2 separate regions of the Mus musculus genome follow, and region 1 is linked to region 2. A link is a contact called in public promoter capture Hi-C data. All regions are on one chromosome and are shown on one strand. Each heading gives the region's core, a stretch centred on a gene start, on an enhancer-like site or on the middle of the called end of the contact. The rest is flanking DNA. Distances are from core to core; before and after follow the strand shown.

Evidence for each region. Capture Hi-C pulls out chosen DNA fragments and counts their contacts.
Region 1: a contact with region 2 is called in a promoter capture Hi-C map of adipose tissue. The contact joins two enhancer-like sites. A contact is called at or near these places in 3 of 484 Hi-C or Micro-C datasets (cerebral cortex, cortical neurons and embryonic stem cells), 2 of 115 datasets of contacts at active chromatin or transcription factors (embryonic basal ganglia and embryonic stem cells) and 4 of 9 other capture datasets (adipose tissue, embryonic stem cells, liver and 1 more).

What each region holds. Positions count from the first base shown.
Region 1 is chr9:65,784,923-65,790,539 of GRCm38.p6, forward strand. The region is part of intron 2 of Zfp609 (zinc finger protein 609); the gene reads right to left. Among named protein-coding and RNA genes, the nearest start is that of Zfp609, 40 kb to the right of the region's middle. Within about 2 kb of position 2,744, at least 116 of the 459 cell types and tissues checked have an H3K27ac peak or open chromatin away from gene starts, as enhancers often do. A contact at or near this core is called in adipose tissue, where this site is marked.
Region 2 is chr9:65,700,755-65,705,981 of GRCm38.p6, forward strand. Zfp609 (zinc finger protein 609) reads right to left here. Exons shown (of 10, transcript NM_172536.3): 5 at 1,518-3,864; 6 at 68-434. Among named protein-coding and RNA genes, the nearest start is that of Oaz2, 27 kb to the left of the region's middle. Within about 2 kb of position 1,672, at least 43 of the 459 cell types and tissues checked have an H3K27ac peak or open chromatin away from gene starts, as enhancers often do. A contact at or near this core is called in adipose tissue, where this site is marked.

The DNA.
Region 1 (5,617 bases), core at 1,494-3,993, 85 kb after region 2:
GTGTGTGGGGGAGGAGGCGGGGGAAATAGGTCTTGCTGTGTTGCCCAAGTTGGTCTCTAACCTGGAGCTCAAGGGATCCTCTGACCTCAGATGAGACCCTAGGTACAGACTTACAATATTTAAGTATTATGCTGAGCACTTAACTTCCTTATCTTGTTTAAACTTCACGGTGATTTTAAGAGGTGATGGTTTGCATCACAGTTGATGAAGGGGAGGCTTAAAAAGGTAGTATTCTGAGTTTTTCTTCTGTTCCTAAAGTCCTAAACCCTAAATTGGTGAGATGATTTGGGAAAGGCCCGGCTTGACTGGAGTTTAAACCCTACAACCTACTCGATCGATATAAGGAGGACCAAGATAGCCGAGCAATGGTGGCGCATGCCTTTAATCCCAGCACTTGGGAGGCAGAGGCAGGCAGATTTCTGAGTTCGAGGCCAGCCTGGTCTACAGAGTGAGTTCCAGGACAGCCAGGGCTACACATAAAAACCCTGTCTAAAAACAAAACAAAAAAAAACAAAAACAAAAAAAGGAGGGCCAAGATGTTCAGTGAACATTACTCACGCATACCTCAAATACAATAAAAGTAAAATATGTTTTAAGTTCCAAACCCCTAGATAATCCCTCTAATTTGGAGCATCTCAATTTGTCAAAGAAGACAAAAGATAATCTATACAACACATAAAAAAAAAAAAACACATCTATAGTCAAGGGTTAATTTTTATTCTTTTAAAGTTTTTGGCAAATTTTATTTTCACTTAAAAATCTTAATTCTTGCGGAGGGGGGGGGAGGGGGGTGGCGGGGTGGTGCACGCCTTTAGTCCCAGCGCTCGGGAGGTAGAGGCAGGCAGATTTCTGAGTTCGAGGCCAGCCTGGTCTACAAAGTGAGTTCCAGGACAACACAGAGAAACCCTGTCTTGAAAAACCAAAAAAAAAAAAAAAAAAAAAAAAAATTCTTAATTTATATGTATGTGTGTGTAATAATGCATGCAATGCTCATGGAGTTTTACAAAACTGAAATTACATACAGATGGTTGTGATGAAACATGGGAGTGCTGGCAAGTGAACCTTGATCCTCTGCAAAAGCAAGTGCTTTTAACAGATAAGCCATCTCTCTGGCCCCGAATTGTCACTTTTAAGAAGAAAGGGACAAATAATGTTGGACCTGAAACTTGAGTATCAGTCAATAGGAGAGCTGATGTTTGGGGGAAGGGGGTTGTTGCTTCTTTAGATAAAGGGTCTACTACAAAGGTTTATCTTGAACTCTCAAGCTCCGGCCCCACCAGCCTTAAGTGTTGGGATCACAGATATGCGCTGCCACAGCAGGGAGGAAATGCAATGCTAAAATGCAAATTGTGAAAAATTGAGCCTAAGGGTTACTGGGAGCCCTGGTTGAAGTCTGACAGTGGAGTCTTTATCCAGCCACCAAAAGCTACTGATGCTAAAAGAAATGGTGACTTTCATTCTCACCTTAGTTAGCACTTCATGTGGAACTGTTCGATAGAGTACTTTCAAAAGAAAAACACTAAGGGTTTAAAAAATACTTCCAGGGTCTAAAGGTTAAGGGATTTCCCACCCTCTCTTCCTTTCCTTTCCGAGTTCAAAAAGGTACCACTGGCCATGAAGATTCAAGAACAAGAAAGAATTCCAGAAATATACACGTACATAACGGAAAAACCCTTTTACCATCTTGATTTTCCCTCATTCCGGGGAAAACAAAACAAAACACCTTTCTTGTTGGTCTTTATAGCTAAAAGAAAAAAAAAAAAGAGGCCATTTTATTATGCCAACCACCATAATAGAGACACATTCTTTAAGATCTATTATATTTTTTATTTTTATTTAGGTGTTAAGTGTCTCTGTGAGTGCCAGACATGTGTAGTACTGGTAAAGCCCAAAAGAACGTGTTAGATCTCTGGTCGCTGGGGTTATAAACGGTTGTAAGCTGCTTGACCTAGGTGCTGGGAACGTAGGTCCTCCACAAGAACAGCAAATACTCTTTAAACTGTTGAGCCTTAACTCTCTAGACCCTTTAAGTATAATTTTACCCTATAAATAGACATTTTCTAAGTGCTCTAAATTACCCTCCTACTCTTCCAGCAGTCTGTCCTCTGCCTCGTGCTGAGACAGATCTGAAGTCCAAGACAACATAAGCACTGACACACCAGTATCCAAGAATGAATAACTTCAGGGAAAAGCGTTTGATACACATGTCTCCTCAGATAGCCAAGGACATTTCTTATGTGGGTGCTCTCATCCATGACTAAACTGTATCAAGAGTAATATATTTTAAAATATTAATATGGCCTGGCACCTTCCTGATGCTAATTTTTCCAAGCCCACACAAATGGTACAACTGGGAAATTAGCCGAGGAGAAAAGCAATCTTCCCTCTGCTCTCTACCTTCAGACACTCCTCCTCCATACCACTGCCGTGTACAGAATCAATTCTATACAAATGCAGAGATAAAACATGCTCACACACACAAATAACTCTCAGCAGGATCTAAAAATCAAAGCCTAACCCCATGGTTTTTAAGTGAGCAAGTCCAATTTCCTTCTTTGTAGCTCTTGACACTTGCTGGCGAGAAGCCGTCTGGATTTTTTTCTGCCTTGTTCCTGCACCAGAAGGCTCTGCACTACAGGTCAGAGGATGATAAGGAAATGAACAGTGTAATTTCCAAGGCCTCTGAACACAGCCCTGTCAGCAGCTCTGGAGGCAGGTTACTCAAGCATGGCTTGAAGAGTGCAAACCACAGAGAGGAGGTCTCAGGCAGTCAGCAGTGGCAGATCTCAGCTGTGTGTGTTATTGCCACCTCTAGCCTGAAAGCACAAGCCTGCTGCCTCTCTAGATAAGCCCCGCTGGTAAAAAGCTCTTGTACCCAAATGGCAAAAATACAAGTTCACATCAGGGGAGGAAAATTAGGGACTAGGACTTAGATTTTATTTTCCTTTGCATGCTTATGTAGCAACAAAAGCACCGCTCTTCCATGCTCTGCCATGAGACTGTATATGCTGGCAGACCCACAGCAACGTCCATCCAGCACACTCAACACCACCCCAGGGTTGCAGCCAATTCATACGAAATCTGAAGTACAACTAGGCTGCTTCAATCTCTCTGAATCTTGTTTTTGGTCTTCTGAGGCTTTAGAACATAGCACCAGCATGCAAATTTCCCAGCCCAGGTTTGGAGCTTCTCCTGGGCACAGTGATGAAAGTCTTAGCCAACATGTTCATCTGTTACTGACAGGCTTTCTTGTGCAATAAACTGTTATAGTTCAGACCATCATTGCCTAGGACAGACTGACACATATTTTAAATAAAATAATTTTTTTCTAATCGTTACTAAATGCTTCCTATGTATTACATAATTTTCTCTGACTTAACTAATGTAATTTTTTGTTTTGTAAACAAAATCTTCCTATGTAGCCTTAGCTGTCCTAACTTCCCATATGGAACAGGCTGGCCTTGAACCCAAGAGATTTGCCTGCATCTGCCTCCCAAGTACTGGGATTAAAGGTGTGTGCCATGATGCCCAACAACTAATTTAATATTGCAATAACCAATGTGTAGACTAGTAAAGATCAGTTAGGTAACTAGCTCAAGATCACTCAGTTCACAAGCACAGAGCTGAGAAACTCCCAACAGTCAGGCTGCAGATCACATTCTTTAAGAAGAAAAGAAAAATTAGAAGGGGGGGGGTAGGATGGGAATGTGTGTACATCTGTGTGTCTGTATGTGTGCACATATGCATTTGTTAAGGTCAGAGGATAATTTGAGAGAGTCAGCTTTCTTCTGACGTATGGGTTCTGGGAATCAAACGCAGGTCATTAGAGTTGGCAGGGATCCCTAACCTGCTAAGCCAGCCATGCTTTCACTTCCCAGAGTACATTCGTAATCACAAAATCATGTAAGACTTGATGTGAAATTTACATTCAAGTTGGTCTTAAAATCAGAAATGGTTTCGAAAATGTACCCCACAAAGAAAATGTACAAAGGTTCACAAAATCTTTTTACTTCAAAGTCAAGATCTCTGGGCCCTTATCCCAAAAACGTATGCAGTAGATGTGGTGTAGGGTCAACAATCTACACTTAAAAAAACCAAACCAAACCAAACCAAACCAAAAACCTGTTGTACACTTGATTTGTACCTAAGACTGCATCACAGTACAAGTAGAGGTCAAAGAACAATTTTCTGGAGCCAGGTCTTTTCTTCCATTGTAAGGTTCTGGGGAGTGGGTGGGATATGTGTGTGAACTTAGGTAGTGAGGTTCTGTTGTCGAGAGCTTCACCTGCAAGGCCATCTTGCCAGTCAACAACCCTCCCTTGAAAGACATCCTTACCCAGGTTCTATGCACTTTTAGGAGCTCTACTTTACTTGGTAACTGTTAGCTCTTAGAAAGAAAAGACCATCTCTTCTTTACCTAGAATCTAAGGTACAGCCATTTGATATACGAAATAAGCCAACGGTATCCATGGGTCAGTAAGAGGGTTCAGCAAGCAAAGGCGTCTGTCCCAGGCCTGCGGACCTGAGCTTGATCCCTGGACCCATATGGTTCAATGGAGAACAACTATGACAATTACAAATTCATTAAGAAATCTAGAGTAGGGCTAGAGAGATGGCTCAGTGGTTAAGTGCACCAACTATTCTTCCAGCGGCCCTGAGCTCAACTCCCAGCAACCACATAGTGGCTCACAACCATCTGTAATGGGATCTGATGCCCTCTTCTGGTGTGTCTAAAATAACATTAAATAAATAAATAACATAAACATAAAATAAATAAAACAATCTAAAAGAAAAAAAAAGACAGGGTTTCACACTAAAAAAAAAAAAAAAGAAACCTAGAATAATACATACTACATCATTTAGTGTTCAAGAGGCTGGAAAGACGGTTCGGTGGATAAAAGCATTGGCTGTAAAAGCACAAGAACCTGTTCTGGACCCCAGCACCCTTGGAGCACAGAGAACCAAGCATGGCTCTGCATACACCTACAACCTCAGAGCTGTGAAAGAAGACAGAGAAGTGAGAGGCTTGCTACCTGCCAACCTACACTCCAGAGTCACAGAGAACACTAGAGCAGAACACCTGACTTTCAAGTGCACACAGGCACACATGCCACACTCTGCTTGTACAGAAAAATCATGGTGTTAAAAAAACCGTAGCTTTAACCAGGTGTGGCATGATAGCTCATACCTATGAGCCCATGACACAAAGGCCCAGACTCAAAAACAAAAATCAGACAATATCTCCCAAACAATAAATCAAAAACCTAGCTTCCATACTAGCCTTTGTTATAATCCAAGAAAGCCTGAGAAAGTCACATGACCTTCACAGTCTGGAGGAAGCTTCCTTTCTCAAAATGGGGAAATTGAACAAGACAATCTTTCTCTAGACTTTCCATGAATGACACCACCCATAAAGAAAATAAGAGCTGCTGAATAAAAATAAATCATGCTTGTGGTCAGACAATGCAACTTGGACCCACAGAAGAATCAGCTTTTTATTTTTTCAGTGAAGGAAAATGCTTGGGGACATTTGGCTAGGCTGTCAATAACTGAGGAAAGAGCAACAAGTCAGGAGGAAGGCATCAGGAAAGCCTGAGACCACTGGGAATAACAAACC
Region 2 (5,227 bases), core at 422-2,921:
GAGCTCTAGACTGAAAAGGCGCTCCACCTCCCTTGCCCACGAGCACCACAGACAGCAGCTACTGTACCTGGGTAGTTCTGCATCATCACAGCAGGCATCCCCCGGTAGCTGGGGTGGTTGGGGTCATATGACTGGCTGTAAGAGTAGCCATGCATGTAGGGGATGTAGGACTGGTGCTGGGTGAGCGGGGAGGACACAGGCACATGGACACTTGGTCGGGGCTCCTTGCTCCCGAGGCGGGATTCCTCAGATGGGGGTAGCTTGCAGTCACTACTTGTGCTTTCCTTCCCGTCTTCCTTGGGAACAGAGTCCTTACTCCGGCTCCTGTCCTCCTTTAATTTTCGGTCCCGTTCCTCTTTCCACCGATCATCCTCTGACTTGATGTCTGAGTATTTGGCAGGATAAACATATGTCCACATTCGAGACTCCGTCTCCTGCAAAAACCACAGAATGGGTGCCGAGTAGTAGTACACATAAAAGCCTTTTCAAACCCAAGGTCTAAGTAGAAACATTAACAGATCATAACAGCACTCAAGGCGCAGTGCGCTTCTGACTTGTACAGAATTTGTTTACAAAAACACTGAGGAGGCAGAGGCAGAACCTACAGGTGGGTTCAGGGCCAGCCAGGAATACATAGCGAGACCCTGTCATGACAAAACACCTTCTCCTAGGAAACAAGATCCTAGGAGAGAAACAGTGACACCATCAGTGGCTCTTCTCTGTACAAGACTCCTGGGGCAGCGACTCTGGGAATACAAGTTGCCTCCTGCCAAGATGTTTATGGTGCTTTGCAGTTATCAGTGCCCCAGGAGGAAAGGGAAGACCGTGTGAATGTTTGCAACAGGTATGGGTATCTGCGGAGACCAGATGAGAGAATCAGATCCCCTGGAAGTGGAGTCACAGGAGGTTGTGAGCCATCTGATGTGGGTACTAGGAATAAACCAGTCTTCTGGAAGGACAGAAAGTACTTTTAACCACTGAGCCATCTCTCCAGTCCCATTAGTTTTAATTTCTAAATAATATTTATTTTGAGAGAACAGGGTCTTGCTAAGTATATGTAGCCCAGGCTATATAGCTCAGTGTGGCTATAAACTCAAGATAACCTGCTTTTAGCCTCCCAAGTCCTAGGATTACAGGCATGTGTTGTCATAGCTGACATCATAAATTCCTTTTTAAAGAAACCTGTGAGTGCTATATGCTTCCATTCTGAAACATTCTGAACACTGGGCTAGAAGTCAAAATACCCAGGTTCTTGTCTTGCTTTGCTAATGAAGTCTCAACTAATTGTAGACAACATAAGTTGTCTTATTAGTCCTTCTTCCCTATTTAAGGAAAAAAATACCTTTTAAGGAGGTAAAAGTGCTTTTTAAAAAACATAAAATGTACATGTTTACTAAAATTATAAAACTCTTCTGCTAATTTCAATTCTATGGAACCCCTAAACAAGACAATGCTGGTCTGTGGGGGCCAGAAAGTTTATTAGACAGCATCTCCACTTCCTTACATACAACAGTTACCTGTCGGTACCAGAGTATTGGATCCACCTCTGCCTGTCGGCCACACTCAGTGCCCGTCTTAGCCTCAGACGCCTCCTTGCCTAGGTGGCTGGCCTCACCCAGCTTCCCTTTAAGGCCTTCAGGGGGCTGGCTGGGGAGTTTTGATGAGTCATCTAACTTGGGAATGATGACAGACTTGGCAGGATCTGTCCCAGGCTCCTTGGCCTTGCCGGGCCCTGACTTCACCAGGTCTGTCAGGCTGGGAGCCTTGGTGAGAGTTGGTGGAATTGAGGGCTTTTGCTTCCACTCTTCCTTGAGCGATGCCTCCCGCTCTTTCAGGCCCATCTCTGTCTTCTTGTCCAGTCCCCGCTGCTGCTGCTGCTGCTGCTCCAGGCTCTGCCGCTTCTGCTGTTCTTCATACTGCTGCCGATAAGCGGTGTTGGTACTCAGGAGGTGGCTGTGGTAACTCTGGTCACTGTAGCCATAAGGAGGCACGTAGGCATACTGGTTGTAGTACAGGGACTGCATGTACATGTTGGGCCGCTGCTGGATGACGGAGGGCTGCTGACTGGAATTGCTCAGCTCCGGCTTCTTTTCCTCACAGACATCATTCTTTACTTTCCCTTCTACGCTCTCAGGCTCCTCATCCTTTTTTGTCTTTAGGGGCTGGCCCTCCATTCCTGCCTGGCTGCTTGAGGTGAGAGTCCCTGGGCTGGACTGTGCATAACCTGGAGAGTAGTAACTTTCAAAGCCTTGATAATATGGGGAGTCTTTGCTCTGTGGCTGAGGGGGGAACAGTGTTTTCTTAGCCCCTTCTTTAACCAGCTGCTCGGGGTCCTTCGACTTGGCACTGTCCACCTTGCCCTCCCCATCCTCCCCAGCATCAGAGATGTCAGAGTAGGCAGGGCTATTGGTTTTGACTGAGCTGGCTTCGGCTCCATTCTGGGTCACTACGTGGAGGGGAGTTAGGGGTTGGGTCGGGGTAGTACTATCTAGGCGGCTGCTGCCTCCAATTGAAGGGCTGGGGGCATTGTCAGTGAAACTGTAAATCTTATCAGCCTCAGCCTTGATACTAGCTAACCGGCTTTGGTGGGACTCTGAGGAGCCGTTCAGAAGGCTCTCCACTTTGATTCCATCTCCTGCTGCGTCTCTGAACGGGCTCTTACCTTCTTCTGCTCGGCATACCTTCCCAGGGGTCAGAGGACTTTCAAGTTCCTTTGATGAGTCCTTCTTTTTTTTGTCTTTCTTTTTCTTGTCCTTGGCAGGGGTCAGGGCAGGGTTGACTGTGAAAGGCTCTCCCATAACAGTGGGCTTGGGCTGAATGGGCTTGAGTTGGGGACTGTTGGGCATTGCTTGGACCACGGTGGTGGTCAAGCCTGAGGAGGAACCTGGGCTTGCTGCTGTGAAGGTGGCTGTCTGGAAAGTGTAGATCTGTTGTGGGGGGATGGCAGGGGCAATGGGGCGGGCTGATTTTAAGCTCTTGGATGGAATCTTTTCAGATTTCAGACTGGAGGGCTTTTTACACTTTTCCTTTTCCATACACTTCCTTTCCAAAGAGTCAAAGGCATCATTGCTTGTTTCATCCATTACCGAGGGCCCGTCATCAGAGCCATCATTGGATAAGGCTCCAGGGTCTGTGTCTCCCTCCCCACTCAGTTTTTTCTTACAGAGGCCTTTTGTGCTGAATTTGCTCGAAGGGGAAGGGCTGTGAGGCTCAACAAGCCGAACTTTGGGGGTAGCTGAGCGGGCAGGGGACAAGGATCCTTTCTGTGGGACAGGTGCACCGTTGCAGCTGAGGTCTGCATGGAGGGCGGGCTCTTCTCCATACTCACTGTCTCCATCAGCTTCCGGTTTGCTGTCGTCATCCGTGTGGGCGTGAGCTTGGTGGTACTTAAGCCCATTGATGTGCTTGTACTTTTTGTTGCAGTTTGGGTGGGGACAGTCAATCAGGACCGGGGAGGGACAATTTCTGTCCACAAGAGTGGGTTCTACCTTGGTCCCAGGGAGGGGCCCGGTGGCTGAGCCCATGGAATTTGTACGGACACGCTTGCTCCCTTTGGAGTCCTCTGAGCTAGAATTCAGCTCCATGTCTGAAAGAGGTTTGCTTTTCCGCTTATTGGCTGAGGAAGGGCTGGCTTTGACATCCTCAGAGGTGCTGCTAGCAGGAGGGCGGTGCTCTGAGGAGTTCTGGCTACCCCGACGGCCTTTGCTATTGGCTCCTGCTCGGGTCTTGCTGCTGCTGCTGGTCCCTTTGCTGTCAGAGGCTGCGGCTGCCTCACTGACAGGTGTGTTACTGCTGGGACGCATGCGCTTGCCTCTTCCTCGGCCGTTCCGCATTTCCAAGTCACTGGTGGGGGAGTCACAGAACCTTGGAAAAGGACAAATAGGACAGGATATATTACTTTTGTTTTTGTGAGGCAGGGCCTACCAGCATGAACTACACCCAGCTTTCTTTTTCTTGAAACCTAGGCTGGCTAGGAGCTCACTATAGTCAAAGCTGGCCTCTAACTTGCAGCAATTCTTCTGCCCAGCTTCCTTTTTTTTTTTTTTTGAGACAGGGTATCTCTGTATAGCTAGAGCTATCCTGAAACTCACTTTGTAGACCAGGCTGGCTGCCTCTGCCTCCTGAGTGCTGGGATTAAAGGCATGCGCCACCACGCCCAGCTTCAGCTTCCGTTTTAATAACTGGTTTCCTTTAGGAACCTGCACGGGAACTGTATTAAGAGGTAACCTCCTAGCATGTCATTTGCATACCAGTTCTGGAACACCCCACACCATAGTCTAGGCCTCTTAAGCCCTAGCACACTGGGTACTAACATCAGGAATAAGATATAAGAAGACATTGAGATATTAGTGTTTTTTTTTTTTTTTTAAAGAGGAGAGTGGCTTTCTTTCTTTATTTATTTATTTATTTATTTATTTATTTATTTATTTATTTATTATATGTAAGTACACTGTAGCTGTCTTCAGACGCACCAGAAGAGGGCATCAGATCTCATTACGGGTGGTTGTGAGCCACCATGTGGTTGCTGGGATTTGAACTTCGGACCTTCGGAAGAGCAGTCGGGTGCTCTTACCCACTGAGCCATCTCACCAGCCCGAGATATTAGTGTTTTTATTGCATTTTTACTTTGTGGTGCTGTTAGAGAATTAATCCCTAAGCCTCACAGAATATTCCAGACCCAGATGTTAATATTATCACACATTTGGAGACAAGGTATGTACTCAGGGTTAGCCTCAACTTCCTGTGTTGCTAAAGGTGGCTTTGAACGTCTAACCCTTCTGTATTCACCAGGGCTGGGATTACAGGTACATAGAACTATGGCTGCTTGAGATGTTTACTTAAAGATCAAATTTGCAACTTGAAAGTAAGGCCAGGCCCAGTGACTCACACAAACACCTGTAATCCCAGCAGTCAGGAAGCTAAGGTAAGATGGTCACCTTGGGTTTGAGGCAGCCTGCCTTATTCAGTGAGTTCCAAGACAGCCTGAGCTATGGGATGAACCCTTGTCCCAAAGAAAGGAGGAAGGGAGGGAGGGAAGAAGGGGGAGGCTGGAAGGAAGGAAGGCAAGAAGAAAGGAAGGAAGGGAGGGAGGGAGGGAGGGAGGGAGGGAAGGAAGAAGGAAGGAAAGAAGGGACGGAGGGAGGGAAGGAGGAAGAAAGGAAGGAAGGAAGGAAGGAAGGAAGGAAGGAAGGAAGGTGGATATAACTTGGGGTGGTGCCTCAAGCTA